Linked DNA regions of Mus musculus: regions 2 and 3 are each linked to region 1. The links are chromatin contacts, called in public promoter capture Hi-C maps. All regions are on one chromosome and are shown on one strand. Each heading gives the region's core, a stretch centred on a gene start, on an enhancer-like site or on the middle of the called end of the contact. The rest is flanking DNA. Distances are from core to core; before and after follow the strand shown.

What was found. Promoter capture Hi-C pulls out the DNA fragments that hold promoters and counts their contacts. Capture Hi-C pulls out chosen DNA fragments and counts their contacts.
Region 2: a contact with region 1 is called in a promoter capture Hi-C map of pre-B cells, with 3 times the contacts expected there. The contact joins the promoter of Etohd2 here to the promoter of 2210016F16Rik in region 1. A contact is called at or near these places in 10 of 39 promoter capture datasets (the 3T3-L1 cell line, 3T3-L1-derived adipocytes, the HPC-7 cell line and 6 more), 13 of 484 Hi-C or Micro-C datasets (B cells, CD4 T cells, CD8 T cells and 7 more), 5 of 115 datasets of contacts at active chromatin or transcription factors (astrocytes, double positive thymocytes, memory CD8 T cells and 2 more) and 2 of 9 other capture datasets (adipose tissue and liver).
Region 3: a promoter capture Hi-C map of liver shows a contact between it and region 1, with 4 times the contacts expected there. The contact joins the promoter of A230056J06Rik here to the promoter of 2210016F16Rik in region 1. A contact is called at or near these places in 1 of 39 promoter capture datasets (liver), 2 of 115 datasets of contacts at active chromatin or transcription factors (astrocytes and fibro-adipogenic progenitors) and 3 of 9 other capture datasets (adipose tissue, liver and pancreatic islet).

What each region holds. Positions count from the first base shown.
Region 1 is chr13:58,383,801-58,386,930 of GRCm38.p6, reverse strand. 2210016F16Rik (RIKEN cDNA 2210016F16 gene) reads left to right here and starts at 1,706. Exons shown (of 4, transcript NM_027335.1): 1 at 1,706-2,107; 2 at 2,522-2,781. The coding sequence starts at 1,777.
Region 2 is chr13:59,768,375-59,771,504 of GRCm38.p6, reverse strand. It overlaps Etohd2 (ethanol decreased 2), which reads right to left and starts at 1,539. Exons shown (of 2, transcript NR_015349.3): 1 at 1,159-1,539; 2 at 1-578. It overlaps Isca1 (iron-sulfur cluster assembly 1), which reads left to right and starts at 1,716. Exons shown (of 4, transcript NM_026921.4): 1 at 1,716-1,881. The coding sequence starts at 1,801.
Region 3 is chr13:59,583,650-59,586,779 of GRCm38.p6, reverse strand. It overlaps A230056J06Rik (RIKEN cDNA A230056J06 gene), which reads left to right and starts at 1,557. Exons shown (of 2, transcript NR_045633.1): 1 at 1,557-1,655. It overlaps Naa35 (N(alpha)-acetyltransferase 35, NatC auxiliary subunit), which reads right to left and starts at 1,447. Exons shown (of 23, transcript NM_030153.2): 1 at 1,321-1,447; 2 at 499-627. The coding sequence starts at 622.

The DNA of each region.
Region 1 (3,130 bases), core at 457-2,956:
ATGGCTTTGTGGTCAAAGTGCTGGAGGTGTTAGGATAGATTGGCTCATGCTTCAAACTAATAGAGGCTCTATTACAACAGACCTATAGCCAAAAATCAAGTGGAGAGAGCATCTGTTCTCAATTCAGGAATGAGACAGGGCTGCCCATCCTCCTTAGTTTTTCAGGATACTCTTTGAAGTCTTAGCTATGGAAATAAGACCAAAGTAAGTGATAAAAAAGGAAACAGGAAAAGAATCGAACTATTCCTACTTGCAAATGATGTGTTTCTATACTTATAAGACATTATAGAGGCGTTTGAGAGATGCCCTCAAAGTTAAGAGTACTGGCTTCTCTTCCAGTGGACCCAGGTCTGAACCCAGTACCCATATGGCTGTTCCCAATATCTTGTAACTCCAGTTCCAGGGGCTCCAACACCCTCTTCTAGCCTCTGCAGGCAGCAGGCACACACATGGAACACATACATGCATGCAGGCAAAACATTCATACACAAAATAAAAATACTTTTTTCTAAAAAGACCTTTATGGAATCTACTAGGAAACTCTTTAATTAAAGCAAAATTGCAGGATAGAAAAATCAGTATTTAAAAGAAAAAACAAAGCCGCGTATGGTGGCCTATGCCTTCAATCCTAGCACTGAGAAGATAGAGGCAGGTAGATCTATATGAGTTTGAGTCTAGCTGGTCCACATAGTAAATTCCAGGTGATCCAAGGCCACAGAGGCCTTGCCTCAGAACAACAATGAGAAACGCCCAGATAATAAAAACATACTTTCATACTGATTCTGCATCTCCAGGCATCTTTTCAACATTGACCAATGTATCTTAAGTATGTTAAGTTTTAGGGGTTGGGTTGATACTTTATAATTCCTACTTTGTTCCAGGTAACCCTATAGAGATGACTAGTCACACAGTTTATAATCAATTGAAAGTCTATTCCAGCTGGCTGGGACCACACCCAGGTAGGTATTCAGAGACCTAGGAGGTGTGGTTCCAACTGTCCAGATCAACAGTTTTTTAAAGGCAAGAAATCACACCCGGGTACTTTGCTTTGCAGCTGTACGAGGGCTTCCCAGAAAGCAAGATCTTTTAGCTAAGATAAGTTAGCTGACCTTTGGGCTCCTTGAATACAGTTGGGTAATTACCCACGGGACTCTTCATCAAGATCAGATTCTAGTTAAACCTGGAACCGCCTCAGCAAGAGTACAAGATGGAGGGACTTTTGCACTGTCTTGCTGTGACACACCTTGACCGTCAGAACGACTGGCGTTTGTGTCTGGTTCAGACAGTTCCCTTGATTTAGTCTGACAGACAAACACAGGCATACATTTCAATCTAGGCCATTGCTTGGTGGTGGGGAACCTCCTCCTGGAATCATTTCCCTTTCCTTGCAAACCTGGGATCACCATCACTCCTGTTGGATGCAAGGGCGTCAGATGCAAGGTTTAACTGTACTGTTCCCTCATGCAGTCAATGTTCCAGTGACTCCTAAACCTTCATTCGGCCTCTGAAGTGTGGGGTGTGCTGAGCGGCCCTCCGAGGCACCTAGCCTCGGGGTGGCGCCGGGCAGCAACCAGAGTCCCCACGCCCCGCGCGATCCCAAGCCTTCCTCAAAGACGGGAGTGCGACGGGGACGCGACAAGAAACACGACGGCCGAACACAAGGAGTCCCAGAGGCCGGCCGGAAGCTTCCCGCAGGGCAACTTCCGGACCTCAGACCCGGAAGTGGGCGCAAGTGCTTGGCCCTGGCGGAGGCCGAGGCTCCGGGTTCGAAACAGCATGGGGCCACCGCTTTCGCCGCGCGAGTCGGCGAGGTTCGTGGCCGAGAACAGTCGCGACGTGCTCGTGGACCACGAGGGCGTGCGCAGGGCGGCCGAGCTGCTGCTGCCCGCGGCCGCGGCGTGGCGCGTGGAGCAGTGGAAGTCCCTGCACGAGCTCAACCCGCGCGGGGCGGACGAGGCTGCGCTCGGCTGGGTGTTCCTGGTGGACTCGCTCAACTTCTCCTTCTGGGCCGAGCGGGAGGACAGCAAGTGTGCGGTGCGCTACGGCGGGACGCCCTACACTGGCTACTGGGCCCTGTGCGCCGCCGTCAACCGCGCGCTCGACCAAGGTGGGTGCCAGCCTTAAACCTGGGTGGGTGCTGCGAGGCGCGGGAGGTGACCTCTGCCCAAAGCAGAAGTCCGGACATACAGAAGCAATGTATGCCAATCAGCACAGGAGGCAAAGCCGGTTTTCTTAAAAAAAAAAAAAAAAAAAAAAAAATCATTAAAAAAAAAAAAAAGATTTATTTGCCGGGCGGTGGTGGCGCACGCCTTTAATCCCAGCACTCTGGAAGCAGAGGCAGGCAGAGTAGTCCTGTTCAGTGTAGAATTCAGACTACACTAGCCTCGAACCCACAGGGATCCCATCCAGCTGATTAGGCCAGCGCCACAACACTCTGCCTTCTTTAACATGAATTTGATTTCATATTTTTTGCTAATTGCAAAAAATTAAATAAAAAATCTGTGGATTGTTCTCTTTAAAGGGATACCGATAACCAGCGCCTCCTACTACGCCACAGTGAGCCTCGAGCAGGTGCGGGATATATTTCGTTCAGACACAGCTGTGCCCATGCCTTTAATGGAAGAGAGACATCGGATTCTCAATGAAACTGGGAAAATCCTACTGGAGAAGTTTGGAGGCTCTTTTCTTAACTGTGTCCAAAAAAGTGGCAGAAGTGCGCAGAAGTTAATGCAGCTGATTGTTGAGAACTTCCCTTCTTACAGGGACGAGGCAGAGTTTGAGGTGAGTTTGTTGCTGAGGGAGGGGTTTAGCAGGTATGATCATTCTGAGTTAATGCTTTTCCTTCCAAAGCCAGGTTTAAGGCCAGCAACTTAAAATTTGAAGTTTGTTCACTGTGGACAAGAAGCAATAACAAAATGTGCTTAAAATCTATCCCTTTTTATTTTTTCTAATCGGAGATTTCCTTTATTTTTGCCTTTTATTCTGTTAAATGTTTCAGCCATCCATATAAGGCTTGTCACTCAAAGATGGGGAAGCACAAAAAGTTGATAAAGTTGGATGAAAATCAGAATGTAAAATGTATACTAGTTTTCTCTAGGAAAAAAGTATTTCTTGAAAAGCTTGGGCTGGT
Region 2 (3,130 bases), core at 290-2,789, 1.4 Mb before region 1:
CCTTTCCTCCTGCTCAGCTGCTGGCCTGCTTCCTTTCCTCCTGCCTCTGGCTGTGAAGTGACAGCGCTGCTTTCTGGCTGGAACAGTGCCACGCCTACTGAAAAAGCGCTTAGTGTTGTTTATCCCTCTGCCCCTAGAACGGAGAAGAAATACGCAGCCAGGCCAATCTTTATACCTGGTAGTTATTTTCTACTTGGATGTTTTGTCGGTTGTTGAGGGAGAGGAGTGTACTTACCCCTAAAATTAAACAGAATTGTCATGTTTTCTTCTAGCCTTAAAAAGGTTTCCTACATTTTGATTCTTAAAAAAAATTCTGCCCAGCAGCCTGGTGTTTTTGATGGCTTATACTGATACCATTAGACAAGTGAGGCACGCTTCTCAGCGGATAAGATAGCAGGCTCGCAGCCATGGCCAAGTCAAAGCTTCCTCTGCAAGCGATCGCAGGGCCAGGGCCGATGCCCTGTTCTGTTCTAAAACAGCGGAAACTCAGAATCCAGTTTTTACAGCAGGAGTTCTGAACACCCGATCTTCACCTTCTAACAGTCTCTTGCTCACTGTGAACTGCTTTGGCAAGCTTCCTGGTAAAAGATGTAAAAGATGTGTTTTCAGTGTACAGAGAAACCCTGTCTCGAAAAACCAAAAAAAAAAAAAAAAATCAGTCTGTTTTTCTTTTGCTTCAAAGGTGGCTTCTATCTTAAGGAGAGGATATCTTCCCAAGTGGAACAAAATCCTTGCAAGAGAGAGATCAATGACCGAGTGGGGTTCACAGTTTTCAGACACTAAAAATAGAGTTGAAAACATGGTGTGCCCACTCTTTGTAAAGCTATGAAGAAAGGGTCAGAACATTTTCTTAGCTCCTGGGCAGGTCTAGGCAGAATGTACAATGTCTGTCTTACTCTGTCAGTGTTCCAGCATGGCAAAGTCCCCATTTCGGACGGGGAAACTGCCCCTTCTAGTCAGACCAGTGAGATCGCACTGGAAAAGAAAACACTTGTTCTTTCCGTCTAGACCTGAGGCCGAATCCATTTCCCTCCCTCGGCCTTCCTGGAACCATAAGGGGGCGATCAGGGGTAGCAAACCCCTCAGTACTCCCCACGCCCACCCAGTTCCCGCACGGGGCCAGCTGCTGCTCCGAGATAAAGGAGCTCCCGTTCTTACGTCATCACGGGCCGCGAAGGAAGCCGAGGCGTGGTGACAGGCGCACAGCTAATCAAATGGGACCGGCTAGCAGGAAAGGCTAGCCAAATGTGCACGGGGCCCGGGATCGGGACTCAAGAACCGATGCTAACGTAGCGCCCAGGGCGCTCGCTCTCAGAGGCTCGGATAGAGCCACCATGCCCGTGCTTCCATGCGAGGCTGGTAGCTACGTACGTGCTCAGTTTTCTTGACACAAACTGCTACACAAGAGTGACATTTCAATAACTGGAAACCTGTCGTATGGTGTCTACCCGCTTGCTTTACTATCGAAGCAGCTCCAGAGTCACAGAGCCGTGTCCCCACTTCCGGGGGGTCTGTCGTTAGTGTACGCCATACGGAAGGAGCCATCCCACTTCCGCTAGCGCAGTGACCGCGAAGCCCGCAAGGTCACAGGTCACCTCCCTTGCCTCGTCAGTGATGACGGCCAATCGGCCCGGCCCGTCACTCACCCGGACTGTCCAATGGTGGAGCGGGACGGGCGACGGGAGGCGGGGCCTGTGGCGCCTGCGCAGGAGCTTGTGGCGTCAAAGTGCCCGCCGTGTCCATGGAGAGAAGTTGAGTCCCCACGCTCCAGCCGGAGGCTGCGGGTGCCGCGACGTGGACATGTCGGCGTCGTTGGTCCGCGCCACCGTGCGGGCTGTGAGCAAGAGAAAACTGCAGCCCACGCGGGCGGCCCTCACACTGGTGAGTCACCTCGGCGTCCGCAGGGAGGTGGTGGCGGCGGCGGCCCGGGGTGCAGAGCGAGCCTGGACGCGGACTAGGGTCTCCCGGCGGGCCGCGCGCGGAGCTCGATGGGGCGGACGGGCTGTGTGCGCTGCCACCGGGCGGCCGGGGCGGAGGACGGCAGTTTGCCGCCGAGGTCACGGCGTTCCCGGAGAAAGGTCACACAGGGAACGCCGCGGCTCCGCATAACCTCCCAGGAGGCGTCAGCCCCAGAGGATCGGGACAGCGTGAGACCGGGATTCATTCGGTCCAGACGCCACCGCGGAATCCGCTCCACCCAGAGTCCTAAGAGGGGCTCTTGCCAATAGTTAGTTGAAGCAAAATAGAAGGGAGTCGTGAACAAGTGAGATAATCTGTTTATAGGATAGGTCATTGTTTGGCCCTTCAGTTTGCCCCAGTAATCACACTGCATTCTGTGTTGCTTTTCCCTCCGGGACCAGCTAGTTTTCGTCACCGCAGGTATGTCATGGATTCTAGGATTGTGCAAACTATGCTCATCTTACTGAGAATAGAGTAGAATCCTCCTACAAGTAATAAATTCCAGAAAAGTCGAGCACAGGATAGGTGGTGGTTGTTATTGTCGTTGTTTGCTTGCTTAGTTTTGTTTTGTTTTTTTTTTTAATCACCATTTGGCCTATTGCATGTTACTTGGGAAATTTCGACCCGCCCCTTCTCACACCCCCCCTCTGCCCCCGTTTCTACCTCATAAGCATACATTATCATGATCCGCTGTTTTTCATGAGAAGAAATAATTGAGTTGCCTGGCTCGCACCCTCCGTAGGCCATTCCTTCCAGGAGTAACATCTCATTTGCACAGTCCTGGCCTGTGTCGTGCTTTGTAATCTTCTGTTTCGTTATGTATAGTAGATCTCAATTCACACCCTCTGCCGCGCTGCCTAGCTCAGCTGTAGAGTCTGTGGTGTTAGGCTTGGTCCTAGAATCACCTTTCCCTGATTTTCATAGGCACAGCTGTTGGCAGGCGTCGTGGTTCGTACTTGTTTTTCAAGTGTCTGGTAAACATTTTGAACCCCAGCACATAGCAAATGCAAAAGCAACGAGGTGACCAACGGCCTAAAGTGTGAGAGAGAGATAACTAGCAAACAAGAGTAATATGAGTTAGGTATTGCTTGGCCGGTACATCAGCCTGACAGCAGGGAGTCTGACATTCTGCAACATCTACTAGAAGTCAGCCATGGCCAGGAAAGGTGTG
Region 3 (3,130 bases), core at 308-2,807, 1.2 Mb before region 1:
GCCTATAACTCCATCTCCAAGGGATCCAACGCCTTATTCTGCCATCCACATGCACTCAAGTGTGAGCACCCTCACACATATGTACAAATACAGAAAGAAAAATCTCTCTTTAAAAAAATCGCCAACATCCGTATTTAAAGTTTTACCCGATATACATTTGCTTTAGACCAAAAGTAAAAAAGCAAAGAGCAGAGTAATGTATGGTTATCAACACTGAGCCTGACATCATACTCCAGGCTTGTAATCTCAATATCCAAGAGGAGCAGGAAACTCAAGGTCATCTCCACAACAAGAACATTGTCAGCCTGGGCTACAGGACACGTTCTCAAAAACAAAACGACAAATCTGAGTAAAAAAAAAAAAAAAAAAAAAATCACAAGGTTGTCTTTCTTTTTTTTCTTATTCTTTCTTTCTTTCTTTTTTTAAGTCAAAGTTGAGAAAACCTCATGTATCCTGCCCCAGGCTTTGAACCAAAAAGCCCCCAAATTCAAAACTCACCTCGACAAGCATCTTCAAAATCCTGGGTTATGTCCACCCAGCTTGTGCTACTTTTTTCCATTTTTTCCGGGACCCCGAGCTCCCATCCCGAAGCATCGTCGTCTACAGTAGCTTTCATAACCATGATGCCTGCAAAGGGAACATTGGTGTGAGGCTGGGAATATAGCTTTGGCAGGCACAGGAGCTGCAAAACTGCCCCAAGTGTTGGGTGAAAGACTTCCAAAACTCTGCAGGCAGAACGCCTTTGAATTCTGCAAAAACAAACAAACAAAACCCAACCACCTAGCTTTGAGCAACCTGACCTCACATAAACCGGGCTGCTGCTCCCGCACTGATTCGCACTTGCCAGGACTCACAACTTCTTCCAATCCCTCCAGAGATCTTCAAGCATCCCAGCCCAAGACTACAAGTCCGGAGACGCCGGCTGTCAAGCCCGGCCTCCGGGAATCAGAGCCACCCTCAAAGCTCGGCAGCGACCGAGCATCCTTCACCTGGCGGGCTTCGCAAGACCAGGGCCTTGCCTCGCCCTGCAGGCGCCTCCGCAGAGACCCTGGCCCACCGCGGGCCGAGCGCCACTGAGACCGAGATCGAGGCGGAGACCGGTCCACGCGGGGAACCGGCAGCAGGCGGCCCTCGTCGCCCGGGCGACACGGGCACAGCCCGGCCTCCCGGCGCGCGCCCTCGGCTCCGACCCGAGGCGCGGCGAGGAACCGGCCGCCGGTGCCCACTCCCTGAGATCCGCCACGGCGGACTTCGGGGTCGTACCGGCCCCACTTGGGCCACCCCGGATACTTTCCCACGACCACCCGCGTCAAAACGCACCGTCCGCGCCACGGAGATAACGACACCGACAATACCGTCGCCGCCGCCGCCCCCTCCCCTCGCAGCCCCGCCCCGCCGGCCGCGTGCACGCATGCGTACGCCCTGGGCGCGCGCTCCCGGCTCCCGACTTTCGGGACTCCGCGCACCGACCACGCCCCCTCCCTCACCTAGGCCGCCGCATCCGGGTAGGCGCGCATCCTCTCTTCTCGCGGGATTATAGCACATCGCGAGACCGGAAACCATGCACCATTTTCCTCCCCTCCGGCCGAGACCCGGCCGTGGGCGGAACCCAGAGAGAGGCGGAGCCTGGAGTGCTTCCTGGGAAACTCTTTAAGGTGACTCAAGGGTGAAGGGGAGGGGTAGGGCTTCCGGGGAGGGGCCAGCTGCCGGCCGTATTGCTGTTTTGTGGTTGTGCAAACTGACCTTATTTATTATGTCTTGCATTCAGCGCGCAAGCACTTTGTAAAGGAAAGAAAAATAAGACATTTACATCGAGCTTGCTAGCACGTTTCTTCCAAACTCAGATGTTTTAGTTTTATCTTAATAATCCTGACATAAAGTAGATTGGGTGTGGATGTGGGTGGTGTTTGGAAAGGAACCCAGGTCCTTTAATTAATGAAAAAATAAAAATATTTAAAAAGGACACGACTGCTTCTAAGTATGGTGGAGGAGAAGGTTGAGTGTAGGTATGAAGGAGAGCATAGCCAGAGTCAGACATCCAGAAGGGTCCAGAGGGAATGTGACCCTGAGCCGGCTCACGGGAGGAGAGCAGAGAGGAGAGCGGGGAGACCAAGGGGCCAGGGGAAGGGGTAAGAGAAGAACCAGGTAACCAAAATGTCTGCGAAGGCAGCTGGGGGGCAGTGCAGCCCAGCCCCTGTGCTGGAGTAAGGGGGCCGGGTATGCCAGCCATAGCTTCTACCAGGTAGAGACTGGGATTCTAGGAGAACGTTCCGTTCCGCCTATACATGTTAAATAGGTATCTCCGTTAGCATTTGTCCCAGGGTTGAGAGCTAACACTCAGTAAGAGTACACAAGCAATCTGTCATTGGGCTGTATCCTCGGACTTCATGTTGATTGTTTAAATTTTTTAAAAATTGTTTCCCCCATGGAGTGTATTTCCTGAGGACAAGAACTTTGTTTTCGTTTAAATTGCCCTAAAAACGTAAGGCATGTAGTTAGTTCTCCTTAGAAGAGGAGAATGAGTAAAGAAATCGCACAAACTGGTTTAATGACCTTTTGAGACTCCAGAAGAAACCTAGAAAAATGTGAACAGGGTTCATCTGATTTGTTCAATATTGTGTATAAGGGCGTGACAAACACTAATTTGATAAAGATTCATGGAGGGGGCGGCTGTAGAGATGGATCATAGGTTAAGAGTGCTTCCTGTTCTTCCACAGAACTTAAGTTCCATTCCCAGGACCCACTGGAGGTAGCACAGCTACCTGTAAGTGTGGTCCAGAAGTGCACTGGCATACGGGTGCTGTACACTCAAGTAGACACATAAATAGATCTTTTTAAAAAATAAGAGGATATATGGGCTTGAGAGATGACTCAGTGTTTAAGAGCACCAATTGCTCTTCCAGAGGTCCTGAGTTCAATTCCCAGCAACCATATGGTGGCTCACAACCATCTGTAAAGGGGTTTGGTGCCCTCTTCTTGTGTCTCTAAAGACAGTTACAGTGCACCCATAAATATAATAAATCTTTAAAAAAAATAAAATAAAGCCGGGCAGTGGTGGCACACGCCTTTAATCCCAGCACTTGGAAGGCAGAGGCAGGAGGATTTCTGAATTCGAGGCCAGCCTGGTCTA